Linked DNA regions of Zea mays: regions 1 and 2 are each linked to region 3. The links are chromatin contacts, called in public Hi-C maps. All regions are on one chromosome and are shown on one strand. Each heading gives the region's core, a stretch centred on a gene start, on an enhancer-like site or on the middle of the called end of the contact. The rest is flanking DNA. Distances are from core to core; before and after follow the strand shown.

Region 1 (4,685 bases), core at 858-3,357, 500 kb after region 3:
GAAGATCGAAGATCCAATCTTCAAAGAAAAAGGGAAAATCATTGCATGCCCATATGTTAAAAATAGAATGGCAGTTTGTCAGTGATGAGACAATAGACAAATTCTATAGACATCCTAGTAGCCTTCATCAAAAGTGCATCATTGAAGTCGAATTGGCATCGGAAATGGACATGTCAACCCTTAACTCTATCCCTAGATTGCAGTCTGAGCAAAAATACGTGAGGAATCAACAACAAGTAGTTTTACATTCAAGCTGAATCAGTTTGATCAGATATACATCACCCAACTTATCTAGCGCACAAACTCCCCTTATCTAAACTTCTAGAGATAATCTAGGTGTTGTTGCTAACAAGCAACACAGTAGCATGCTCGTACTTGCACACCCACTCCGAGTCCATGCAGCCCTCGGGGCTTCAACCTCTCCAGCGTCGAGATCTACTCGTTGTAGTCTTCGCGCAACCCCACCCCGCGCGGATCCAGCCTCAATCACGCTGACTTCTTCAACATCGTCGGTGCCTGCAGAGGAGTTGCGGGTGATGAGAAGGGCGCCGCTGGACACACGTCCCAACCGCAGGCACATGCTCGTCTAGAGCTCTAGTGAGACCCGCGCCTCCATCTTCTTTCTATGCGAGGTAGGGTGGGGGTGGGAGGGGGCGAGATATGGAAATAGAAATCACTCACTCCTCGGACGGGCTATTCCATGTGGGGAAACGGAGTGGCAACAATTAAAGCGTGGAGGGTGGCGGCAGACGGGGCGAGCCGCTCGGTCATGGTGGTTTGTTAGGCGTGGAGGGTGACGGTGAATGCGGTTTTATAGCGTACAGAGAAGCCAGGGCGAATGGATGGATATGTGTTTCATTGTGATGACTGCAGATAGCGAGAGACAACGTGGTTGGGTCGTGGGAAGGGAGAGGACGGTAGGTTGAGAGAAGCAAAATACAAGAGGTTTTACATAAAAATATGACGAAAGACAACCGTCGAAACTGATGTTTTAATATAGTAAGGAAATTAGTTTCTACACACTTAGGTGATTTTTAAATTTAAGCTAGCGTTATTGAAAAGAGAAAAACATCTTTTTTTTTTGGACGGAGGAGCAGGGGCCGCAAAGCGTGCCACGCTGAAAAGTACTCCGAAGAACGCGGACACTAGCTAGTGTTGTACTACTTGCCGTAGTGCACACGGGATGGCCCTTGGCCGCCGCCGTGCAGTGCAACGGCACGGAACGCTCTGCAGTTTACGCGGCGCGCTGACGTGGCCTACGGTCCTCGCCCCCGAAATCGGGGACGCGCACGGACCCCGTCAGGCCGTCACTCGCTCGACTCGACCCAATCGAACCGGCCAATCCGAGGTGCGAACGCTCACCGCGAGCGACCCCGCGCCGCCTATCGCCGGGGGCGGCTCAGACTGTCCGCAGCGCATGACTCTACCCCTCCCCTTGCGCGTGGATGGCGGCTACAGGTAACCGCTACCAGCTGCAGCGCCCTCCCCTAAATGGCCCTCTAGTCGGCGGCCCTCTTCTCTCTCTCCCTCAATTTAGGGCCTGATTGGTTGCCCGCATATAGGCCAACCAGGCTCACGGTATGCGGTCGTAGTGTATTTGGTTGTAGGTTGCATCCACGTAACCAGGCGCGTGCTACTTTGCCGCTTGTTTGGTTTGCCGCATATGCATCAGCGCCTGTGTCTCGCGATGCAAAAAAGGAGCTCGGGCCAGGCTCTGGAGATGCGACCAAAATCTGCGCATCTGTGGAGCCAGGCTCACGCGATGCACAGCCAGGCTGCCGCGGACCTGGCTCGCTCGGCCATGCTGCCTAGATACGGCAACCAATCAGGCCCTTAGCGTTTCACTGTTCACTCCCTACAACACTGTACTGTGGGTCCACGAGTAATTGTTAGTAGATAAAAAATTGATAGTTGGTATAGAAAATGATATTTTATAGTGGTAGTGGGGTATAGGGGGAGTATTTAGGGGGAACCGCTGCGGGAGATTAAAAAATAGGGAGGAAAATAGAGGGAAAAAGTGATATAGGAGGAAAAATTTAGGGGTAACGGTTGCGGATAGTCTCACGGCTACCGGCTGCTGCCACCCGCGCCCGTCTCTCTTCCACCTCGTTCGCCTGGCTATAAATACCCGCATCCCGTTGCTCTCGCGGCCCCTCCATCCCTCCCGACGGCATCCCCTTCCCCTGCCACTCGCCTCCGCTCCGCGCAGGTAACGACGAGGCTCATCGCTCACTCGCCCGTGAATTCCTGATTAGAACCTTCGTTTCAGCACCGCTCGCTCGCTGGCTCGCCCGTGTACCGAACCCGTGATCTCACGCCGTCCTTTTTGGCATGCCGTTGGGTTTGTTCAGTACTTCAATTTGGGCGGGTGGCTTGCGCTGAGATGCCGGCGGGATTCTGTGGGTGATTTAGGCGACAGCGACCTGCGTTGATGCGTTGAGTAGTGTCGAGCTCGAGGCCACCGTATCGGATGGATTCGTCCGCCCTCGAGAGTTTCAGTGCCTCTGCGATGATTTCTGCGCGGATCGTCTCATACCGTGGGGCGTGGTCCCGGCGAAGGGGCGGCAGGCTGCTTTGTTGGGAAACACCAGCTAACCAAGCCTGTTCCCGTTGGGTCTGGGTTAGACTTGGTAGGGAGATCCCATCCCCACCCCCTGTTGCGAGACATTGCTCCAGACTTTAGTTTGAGCGAGATATTTGCCTGTTGTCCCAGAGCTGAAACCCGATGTGAAATTTGTTTCGCCTGTGTCCTTAATTTCACCTTCAGCCGAAGGCTACGTTTGTTTTGGTAGGATGCTGTTTACTGTTGCGAGAGATCCCTGACTGTCACTCCCAAGTGCCAATTTGATTGAATTTGAGGTAGGGTGTCTCCGGATGGGGTCTATGGTTATGTGGGTGCTATAGCTTGAACCCAGTTAGATCTGGCCTGAACTTCAGCTTGAACCATCAAGGTTGTATGTTTTTCATCAGTAGTTCTAGCCTTCACTGTTACACAAATTGCTTTTGGTGGTTTCCAGATTATAGGTTTTAATATGGTTGCACGATACCTTTATGCTGACTCATCTACTGTCAGCTGCATGTGCATCACAAGTTGATGCAAAGAAAAAAAATCAAGGGTAATCGATCACATGATTGGTTGAGAAGTTGTCATTCAGTAAGACAAAATGGACTTTGATAATTTGTTGCCATCTTTTGCACTAAGAGATTGTGACAAACAAATCAAGTTGCGGTTGCCAAAGTTTATTTGCGGTTCTCTGTAATTGCTTCTCTATTCAAGAGGACAAGATAACAAGGCTGTGGCTGTGCTTTGTTTTGGTCAGTAATGATATCTAAGTGCTCTATTGCTATAGATACAGATGGTGCTTTTGGTCTTGGTCATTGTCATGTGGAGTAGCGTGCACAGATGTGATTCTCTCAAGATTGCTTGTGCTCATATTGTCGTGGGACTATTGGTAGCTTTTGTGTTGGACGTTTCTCATCTTAGGGTATATGTAGGTTCCTTGTGTTACCTTACTATGTCTGTTGTTTTCTCCCATGTGACGGTACTGAGTTTTACAGCTGACTTTACGCTAAACTGAAAACATATGTCCATAGAGAGAACCTTGCTCGTTGACATTTTTATTCCTTTTTTATGTCACTCACATCTCAGCAACTATCATTAATATCTTTTTTCTTTGTCTGTTTGTGCTGCTAAGTGCTAACACAGTGCTACTTTCATTGGCAGATTAGTATTTTAAACTCAAGATGGTTAACTTCGGGAAGAAATTGATGGCTGATCAAATTCCAGAATGGAAAGGGTACTGTTTATATCTGTATAGGTTTCTGTTTATACTTTACAGTGAACCAATCTATATTACTACAAAGTTATGGGTTCTCTGAATAACATCTACTTCCAATTCATTCAGTGGCTTTCTTTTTCTTTTCGAATTTAAATCATTTGCGTGCATTTACTGAACAAATTGATAATCTGGTTATGAAGCATTGACATTATTCAATCTTTGATTGTTTTGTAATAGCATTCATGGCTATGCTGCCTTGTAGTTTTGACACATCGCATTTCTGTGGTCTCTGTTTACTATACTCCTTAGTGTAAAAGATTCCATACTTGCATCCTTAGTTACCAAGCTTGACTGTTGTCTCTATGTCAATGTTTTCAGATATTATATCAATTACAAGTTGATGAAGAAGAAAGTTAAACAGTATGGCCAGCAGCTCCAGCAGGGCGAGAAAGATCGTCGCCGGGTTCTGAAGGATTTCTCGAAGATGCTTGATGATCAGGTAATGATATTAAATAAAAATCTGTGCAAAGTCATCAGTTCAAACTCCCTGATCTGCTTTAACTTGCAGAATTTAGCTTCTCTCTGGATATTTAACTTGCTGATTGTAGCATCAACTTGGTGAGCATGCATTATCCATATCTGACCTCTGTATGCACTTGCATGTTCAGCAAGACGGTGCTATTTATGTAAATGACGTTCATAAATACGATGCTACATAAATACTATAAGAAGAGTTGACAATTTCTTCAGAAATTTAATTTGTGTACTTTTAAAGTTCCAGCTTTGGTACATAATTCATGTACTTTTTCTGAACTAATTTGTAGTTCAGCTGGTATTCTTCTTGGTTTGATATTGGTGTGAGTAATTATATCCAACTGTTCCTACTGGGGTCAGTGTATTAATCTC
Region 2 (4,401 bases), core at 1,224-3,723, 290 kb after region 3:
TATTCATCAATAAATATCATCCGTGATATATAGAAAGCATAGCAACGCACATGCACCTAACTATTATTCTATAGGATTAATATCAGTTACCTCGTTCTACAATCTATGACAAGTGCGAAATGACAGATGAATAAAATTTATTGGGGTGAGTGGAGTACGTTCTTTTCATGTTTAAACATACATTCCAGTTAAATAATAAAAAAATTGACGTTTTATTCTTTTATGTCTTTGTGTGTAGGATGCAAAGATTCTTCGAACGAACTTTGTGATCGATCTGTTAAGTTATAAGAACAATTTGTGCCAATATACTATCCCTGTAAACATACAACAGGGACTTATTAATATCGCTAAAAAGGATTAGATTAGTGTATAGTTGTCGACATATTTGTCTGTCATTAAAAAATTTTGAGATAATTTTTACTTTTTGTCTCAAAATTTTCTTTTTTTGTATATTTTAACATATGGTGAATTTGGACTTCAAATTTTATACATTAGTAGAGTAGGCAATGAAGTATATCTATATTTTTTAGATTTTTTGTGGCTATTGTTAGTTGGTTTGCACAGAATTTACATGAAAACTTGATTCACCTGATACATTGCCTTCTGACACATTGCCTTCTATATATTCCTTTTAGATTTAGAAATGATAATGTCTGTTTCACAGTTGAATCAATTTGGGTCGTCATATTTATAACATTACATATTAATTTCATCAATATAATATTAGCGTTATGGTGTTACTACAGGGTTTTGCATATCATAGTGATATTTGTCGTTCCGTATCTATATTTCATACAAATTTTTTACTCTCGTAGCAATGCACCGGCACAAATCTAGTAAATTTGTAAGTTATATATAGCATGTTCGCTTTATTTTAATCTATACCAACTTCTACTAATTTTACAATGTTTTGTTTCTATAAATTACAACCCAAAAATTCGAATAGCTAGCTTTTGATAAACAATCCGACCTTAAATCGTTTCACGTGTCATCGTTCCAGGAACCGAACGACCCTCTAGGTTGACAACAATCGCTTGGCATCTTTCGTCGAGCGCACATATCAACTCTGACTTTGATTTGGACGTCGGGTACCTTTGGTTAGACTTGAAATAAACAGTAGACATTTACAATTACTATTCATCATGCACTTTGGTCCCACACTCCAGCCTCAGCGGCGTCTAGGTAGCTGCATGGAAGATTGGAAGGCACCTTTTTTGACTAAACGCACTAGTTTCCTTTTCCAGCCGCTATTCCTATTCCTGACGCGTGAAAAAGCCCCAATCACGACCTGGTCGTACCGCGCTCGCTGGTCGACATCGACTGATCGCCGGCAAAAATTCCACCGTTTTTCCACGGCTAGTCGTGGCCCCGTCACCGTGACGTGGTGGCGCCCCACGACAAGGGCATCCCGACGACGGCGGAAGCGGCCGCCGACGACGGTCCGGACACCGGGATGCCCATCGCCACGCGGCACCAACCCTGCTGCACCGGCGGCGTCGCGTCCGTGGCCGTGGCCGTGGCTGCCGGCGCGTCGTCGCGGAGGCCAAGCAGGCGCACGGAGAGGTGCACGACGCCGTGGCCCCACGCGCCCCCGCCCCCGCCTCGGCGCGGGCAGCGCAGCGAGTAGCTGAGCCGGCGGAGCGCGCGCGGCGGGCGGAGGCCGTCGAGCACGTCGGCCACGGGGATGCGGCACCAGCCCAGCGGCGTGGCGCCGACGAGCCGGCAGGCGGGCTCCGAGAGCACGGAGACGTGGACGTGGGCGCGGCCCTCCAGGAAGCCCGCGCCCACGGGGACGACGAGCGTGTCGCCCCACGCGTGCTCGCCGCCGCCGCCGCCGCTCCCCACTGCCACCGCCGTGCTGCAGGCCGAGCCGGCGGGCGCGTCCGACGACGCCACGGTCACGTACGGCCGCAGCCGGCGGGGCAGCGGCGAGTAGGACGGCGGTAGGCGCAGCGAGTCCGCCGACAGCACCGTCACCTCCAGCTCGACGCCGTCGAAGCACCCGTCGTCTCCGCCGCCGCCGTCGTTCTTCGGCCGCAGGAACCGCAGCGACGATGACATGGTGGCCTCGTCGATCGCGGGATTATCAGCAGATGCGGGTGCAGCAGGATGCGGTAAAGCGGGCGGGTGGCCTCGCCTGGCGGTTTATACGGGCGCATGGCGTGGAAGGTGTAGCCGGGGGGGAAAGTATGAGGGAGGCGGGAGGAGGACGAGGAGCAGCTTCGCCCTTCTCTCTTGCATGGGGCGCGCGCGAAGCCGCACAGAAGGTTAGCTCGCGTTGCGAGCGACGAAGGTTAGCTAAGCTAGCTAGGGGCGAGAAGCCGCTTGCATCGGCGCGCGTTAGTTCTTGGCGTCTTCGCGGAACGAGAGCACCGGACAGTGGCGATGGCGACGTGAACCTTTTCGTCTATTTTGTTTTCTTCTTCTCGGGAAGAAGAGGTGTAACGGTTCGAGTTGAATTCAAATAAAAGTTTTTGAATTCGTAGCGGTCCTTATTGGGACATGGAATTTTCAAATCAAACCGTCGGAATTGAATTCAAAACACAGGAACGTGCGTCGCAGCCTGGGGCGGGAAAAGTACAGGACCGGCAAAAAGATATATATGTACGTATGACTTTGTGCTGTGTGTGACTGCTGTCTGGACGCCTGACAGCGACGTACGTACACGCCCTAGCTACTTTCATAAACAACTGTACGTATGTAGAAAATTAAAATAAGTGTTAAACAAATATGGAGACGACGAAGGGGGGGCAAGTTCGTGGTTAGCAGCAATAGCAAGACGTGGCATGCATCAAGAACGCAAATGTAGGTGGGGTCAGTGGTTACACGCTTGACCTAGCTGATCAAGTGGGATGGTGGATAATATCGGTGGGGAAAACACTTTGGTGCATGTAACTTACGAGCGCTCAAAACATATTGCTTCATACTTTAATAAAAGTGAGAAAAAAAAAGTTAGTTTTAGCTAGCTTATGCACACCGCACACATTTCAAGTTTATATATGAGAATGTCATATGGGGCTATTGATGTTTGAGCTATATATATGCTAAAAGTTAGGGCCTATTTAGAAGCACACGGGGGTTAGAAAAAGAGTTTATATATAGTTTCTAGAAACTGGTTTATAAAGGAAAAAAGTTGAATAATGGGGTGGTTGGAACTTAGTTTCTAAGAAACTAGTTTCTAGTTTTTTGATACACAATTACTAGCATATCCTTTCTCTATTTTAAGAAGCGGTGATAATAGATGTAAATTCATGAAACCAATAAGGGCATTGATGTAATTAAACAAACAAAAGCTTGTTTTAGCTAGAAAAAAGTAGCTTCTTGGTTTTTAAGAAACTGGGAATCCAATTTCTATAAATTAACTAGAGCATAAACTGATACGTTTGGAACCACTCTAGTTTCTATAAACCAGTTTTTTTAAAAAAAAACTAGGTCCTTCAAAATAGGTTCTTAGGGGCTTGTTTGAGATCGAGGATAACGAAGGGGCATTGGAGGGGCTAAAATTCTCTTACTATTAATTTTTGAATAACAAGAGATTTTAGCCCCATTCAATCCCCTCTAGTATCCTTACTCTAAAACAAGTCATAGAGGTGTGTTTGATAGGGCTCCTCACCAAAGGCTCCTCCAAAAGAGCCGGAGCCGTTTTCGCCTCATTTTTCCATGTAAAACGACTCCTCCAATTAAAACGTTTGCTAGAGCTTCTCCAGGATAGCCGGAGGTGAGTCCTACCAAACACACACTTAATATCATTGGAGAGGTTATCGTAGAACTAGTAACTAGCCCATACCATTGCGGATGCCCTTAGCAGTGGCAACATGCATGATTAGCACAAAAATGGTAAAAGATTCAACACAACATGAATCGGTTCTTTGCCTCTCCTATGAACTGGTTCTTATACCAAGTGTTCTCTATAAACTGGTTCTTCGTTTCTCCTACATTTTGAACCGCTTACAAATGTATACATGCCCCAAGCTGGATCACCCACAATTGCTTTGGACAAACACCACACTCCTATCGCCATCAAACAATCTAGATGATGCCAATCACCAAGAGTAAGAAGAATAAACTCTCACTTGAATCTATCGAGGCTAATGAGATCAATGGGTGAATCACTCTTGTTTGTACTAATAAGGTTGCTAATTGTGTGAAATCTGACTCTCAAGTCCCTCCCTATGCAATAGCTCCTCATCACACTATATATATATATATATATATATATATATATATATATATATATATATATGTGTGTGTGTGTGTGTGTGTGTGTGTCTGTTGCTTTGGCTATTAAATGGGACAAGGGCAACAATTGGTTGGGTATTTATAGACTTAAAACGACAACTAACCATTATAGGCAACTCAAGCTAAAAATGCGGTCGTTGGACCAATGAACAATCACCGTCA
Region 3 (4,720 bases), core at 482-2,981:
TCATCCAAAGACACCTCTGGTCTGGCGCACCGGACTGTCCGGTGTGCCACCGGACAGTGTCCGGTGCACCACCGGACATGTCCGGTGCACCAGAGGACTCCAACTCGAACTCGCCACCTTCGGGAATTTTCAGAGGCACTCGCGCTATAATTCACCGGACTGTCCGGTGTACACCGGACAGTGTCCGGTGTGCCAAGGAGAAGCGGCCTCAGGAACTCGCCAGCTTCGGGAATCTCCAACGGCTAGTCCGCTATAATTCACCGGACATGTCCGGTGTGCACCAGACTGTCCGGTGCAACTCCGAAGCAACGGCTATCCGGCGCCAACGGCTACCTGCGATGCATTTATTGCGCGCGCAGCGCGCGCAGAAGTCAGAGTCGCCCATACTGGCGCACCGGACAGGGAACAGTGCATGTCCGGTGTGCACCGGACATCCAGGCGGGCCCACAAGTCAGAAGCTCCAACGGTCAGAATCCAACGGCAGTGATGACGTGGCGGGGGCACCGGACATGTCCGGTGTGCACCGGACTGTCCGGTGCGCCATCGAACAGACAACCTCCCAACGGCCACTTTTGGTGGTTGGGGCTATAAATACCCCAACCACCCCACCATTCATGGCATCAAAGTTTTCCACTTCTCAACCACTTACAAGAGCTAGGCATTCAATTCTAGACACACCAAAGAGATCAAATCCTCTCCAATTCCACTCAAGGCTTTAGTGACTAGCGAGAGAGATTTGCCGTGTTCTTTTTGAGCTCTTGCGCTTGGATTGCTTCTTTTCTTTCTCACTTGTTCTTGTGATCAAAACTCCATTATAATCGAGGCAAGAGGCACCAAGTGTGTGGTGGCCCTTGCGGGAAAGTTTTGTTCCCGGTTTGATTTGAGAAGAGAAGCTCACTCGGTCCGAGGGACCGTTTGAGAGAGGGAAGAGTTGAAAGAGACCCGGCCTTTGTGGCCTCCTCAACGGGGAGTAGGTTTGCAAGAACCGAACCTCGGTAAAACAAATCCACGTGTCACACTCTTCATTTGCTTGCGATTTGTTTTTCACCCTCTCTCGCGGACTAGTTTATATTTCTAACGCTAACCCGGCTTGTAGTTGTGTTTATATTTATAAATTTCAGTTTCGCCCTATTCACCCCCTCTAGGCGACTATCAATGGTTCTCAACACTTAGAACCGAGACCGTTGTGGGCCGGCCTTTGTAAGTGTCTATAAGTACGACTGCATTCGTATGGAGAAAGGGAGAAATGAATTGGTAACAGAAATACTCACCGTGTTCGCGTGTGATTGTTTTTCTACAGCGACGAGACGACCGCAGCGATGTCCTTGTCGTGCTCACGTCCCGGCGTAGACCAGCAGCGACGGCCACGGACAGGAAGCGACGGACCAAATTTCTGCAACCGTTGGATTAGGCCTGCCAGCGCCTCTTCGGCAGTGGTTGGGCTATCGTCCTTCAAGTGCTGATCGTGGGCCATTCGGTCTCGGCCCATGAGTCCGGAACGCACAGCGCTCCGAAGGAAAAACACTCCGCCCGCCGAAAAGAGAACCCAACCAAAGCCGCCCCCACCCCGACCAAACCGCCCGAGCCGGCGCCAGCCTAGCCCACGCTGTTGGCCTCCAGCCTCCTTCCTCTGCCTCTCCCAGTCGCCCCCGTCCCTTTCCCCCCTCGACGTCGTCAACCCACTACCCACCGCACCCCACCTCTACCCTCACGCGCTGCTGGTAGCCCGCAGCTACCTGCCTCCCTTCTTGCACCCACCGCTGCCGTCCTGCCCAGATCCCGCTCGCCGGTGGTGCTCCCCTCCCCCCGCGCCGCTGGCGCCGCCGGAGCGAGGGGGACTGCCCAAACCCTAGTGGGAGTTGGAGACTAGGAGGAAGGGCGCGAGATCCGGCGGCGGCCACCCCGATGGGGGACTTCAACGTCGCGCTGGTGATCGTGGCGGCGGTGGTCAGCGTGCTGGTGCTGCTCGTCAGCGTCTACCTGCTCGTCAACTACCAGCACCCCGACGACGTCAACCAGGCCTACTTCCCCAAGCTCGTCGTCGTGCTCGGCCTCACCGTCGCCGTCCTCTCAATCCTCATGCTCCCTGCCGACGTCGCCAATCGCCAGGCCTGCCGCAAGGCCGTCTACAACGGCGCCTGCAGTCTCACGCTCCCCATGAGGACGCTCTGGCTCGTCGTCTACATCGTAGACGCCGTCCTCGTCTTCCTCGTCATCCCCTTCGCCATGTTCTACTACGAGGGCGACCAGGACAAGTAACTTCCCCCCTCGCCGCTTCCCCCCTCCCCCCTTGCCTGCGTTTCCATCCGTTCTTCTTCATTCCCGCTGCTGATTTGGATCTGCCTTCCCTGCAGGTCCGTCGGGAAGAGGCTCAGGACTGCGCTCATCTGGGTCGTCGCGTCCGCGGTGGTGTGCGGCCTCGTCCTCGGCATTCTATACGGTGCGCGCGGATCAATCCATGCTTCCCCCATTCCTCTCTCACCCCCACTCAGGATGCTCTTATGATTTCTACAGGATTGGAGTGAGATTCTGAATACTACTACCATTTTAGTGTAGTTCAGTTAAAAAAAGTGGCATCTGTTGCCCGAACCTTGTCGTGGGTTCCAGTGTTGCATTTGGGTTCGAATCGACACGACAATTTTGAGCTCTGCCCCCCACCCCCACCCACACAACTGCTCAGATCTGGAATTCTGTACCCTTCCTCTCAAGGATTTTGTGAGCTTAGTTTGTACTCCCTCCGTTCTCGATCGAGTATTTGTCGCCCGCTAGTTCATTTTTGAACTAAAACACGACAAATTTAAAAAACGGAGGGAGTATTTCTTTCTGCTGTGTATATGTGTTGTGAGATTACATAGGCATTCGTTTACACAACAAAAAAATAGTTTGCCTCTTGTGTTACAGTCATATGACTAATGAGATAAAAATGTACTGTTTCTTTGACAGCTACAATTGTATAGGATGGGTTGCCCTGATAGTAACCTTACTTTTACCTTTAATACAGATCCTATTGCTCAAATTACTGATCATTAACAACATGAGATGGTTATGGCTAAAAATTTATGTCATCAAGTGATCACCGGATATCATTGAGTTCCTAAGTTCCAGCAATATCAAGCCTTTTCAGTCTTGTGATGGTGTGTGTGTGTGTTTACCTAAGTAGGCTGATTCCATCTCCATTTGGCACTTCAGGACTTGTTGGTAAAGTGGACTTCACTGTGAGGCACCTATCTTCATCGGTCCAGACATTTCCAAACTCATTTTCTGGATTCTCAAGTGGCCAGCCTTGCTTTAGTCCATTGACTCGTCAGGTTAGTCATTGAAATATGAAATTACCATTTTCTTTGTCGATGACTTTTAGTCTCTTTCTGCTGTCTTTATGTTTTCGCCGAATGAGCACTAGTCTCTGACTCCATCAATTTGTCAGTATCCTTAGTTCTCTACTTCCCCACTTTATCCAACAATTAGGCCTAGAGATTTGTTGACTAGTTGCAACTGACCTCTGTCTTGTGTTTTCAGTGTGCGGCTTCTACTGCACCGGCTAACTCGCAAACAACTTGGACAATGCGTGCTACCTTCCCTGAATATGTGGTTGCTCTTACTACAATTGTTGGATCTGTGCTTTTCACGGTGAGTTCATTTTCAACTCAATGGTTTGTTTTATGTACATTTTGTGTATAGGTATTGCTCTGTTCAAATTCGCCAAATTTTTTTTAGATATGGAAAGTTGATTGTGAAATAAGAACACTGCTCACCTGTCATTTAGTACTGCTATAACCTGTAACCATGCTGTAATCGTTCTGCAATTTTTTCTTTCATTCTGCTAACTATACCTTTTCTTTTTGGTAGATATTTGGTGGTGTCGGAATTGCCTGCCTTCCATTGGGACTTATATTCTCATTTGTTCGTCGTCCAAAAGCTGTAATTACACGCTCACAATATATAAAGGTGGGCATACATTCTCATGTACAACATTTTGATCATAACGGAAAAACGGATGCTTGTGTCTCTTGTGATCAATCTTTTTGTTGCTATAGTAATTATTGATTGTTCGGATATCAATGTTTCTTGAGGTTAAACATGTATCCTGCAGGAAGCAACTGAACTGGGAAAGAAGGCCAGGGAGTTAAAAAAAGCTGCTGAAGCCCTACACCAAGAAGAAAGAAGTGGGAACAAGGGCCGGAAATGGCGCAAAAATGTGAAGGCTTTAGAAAAGGTACATATTGTATTGAAATTGCTCTTTCCACACATTGGTAATGTTTGTATGTTACTTTTACAAAAATGACAACTATATTTATCCTTTTACATGTGGTGTCATAAAATAATCCCAAGAGATTAGTTAATGTCATTTGTCCTTTACAGTTGTAGGCATGCTACTTCAAATACGTAAAAGTTATGTACCTATTTGTTTGGTGCAATGGTAACAACCTGGGTCCCTGAGGGTGTCACTACTGGGGAATGCTGCGCTTTGCAATACTTTAGTCATGTCTGTCGATGATCAGAATAAAGAAGTTATCACTTCCAAAACTTTGGCTTAAAGAAAACTTGGAAGTATTTTTAACATGTATTTATAGAAGTCATTGCATTTTGGAGTTTTAGTGGTTAACAAGTTCTCTAGTTGAGTTAGTGTGAATGTGCATGCCATATTATGCTTGTGTGGTGTTCATATGGAATCATGGTCCTTAATTATTGTAGTGTAGACCTTTTCCCCAATGTTCCTGCC

Evidence for each region. A called contact is a pair of places that touch in the nucleus more often than the background predicts.
Region 1: a Hi-C map of tassel shows a contact between it and region 3, with 2.4 times the contacts expected there. The contact joins the promoter of LOC100501338 here to the promoter of LOC100191580 in region 3. A contact is called at or near these places in 3 of 25 Hi-C or Micro-C datasets (bundle sheath, ear and tassel).
Region 2: a Hi-C map of leaf shows a contact between it and region 3, with 5 times the contacts expected there. The contact joins the promoter of LOC103629419 here to the promoter of LOC100191580 in region 3. A contact is called at or near these places in 2 of 25 Hi-C or Micro-C datasets (bundle sheath and leaf).

Annotation. Positions count from the first base shown.
Region 1 is chr6:73,118,877-73,123,561 of Zm-B73-REFERENCE-NAM-5.0, forward strand. LOC100501338 reads left to right here and starts at 2,108. Exons shown (of 11, transcript NM_001362598.1): 1 at 2,108-2,209; 2 at 3,725-3,797; 3 at 4,158-4,278. The coding sequence starts at 3,745.
Region 2 is chr6:72,902,840-72,907,240 of Zm-B73-REFERENCE-NAM-5.0, forward strand. LOC103629419 reads right to left here and starts at 2,474. Exons shown (of 1, transcript XM_008650548.3): 1 at 838-2,474. The coding sequence starts at 2,061. The coding sequence ends at 1,372.
Region 3 is chr6:72,617,207-72,621,926 of Zm-B73-REFERENCE-NAM-5.0, forward strand. LOC100191580 reads left to right here and starts at 1,732. Exons shown (of 14, transcript NM_001137010.1): 1 at 1,732-2,255; 2 at 2,355-2,440; 3 at 3,190-3,308; 4 at 3,517-3,627; 5 at 3,847-3,945; 6 at 4,091-4,213. The coding sequence starts at 1,906.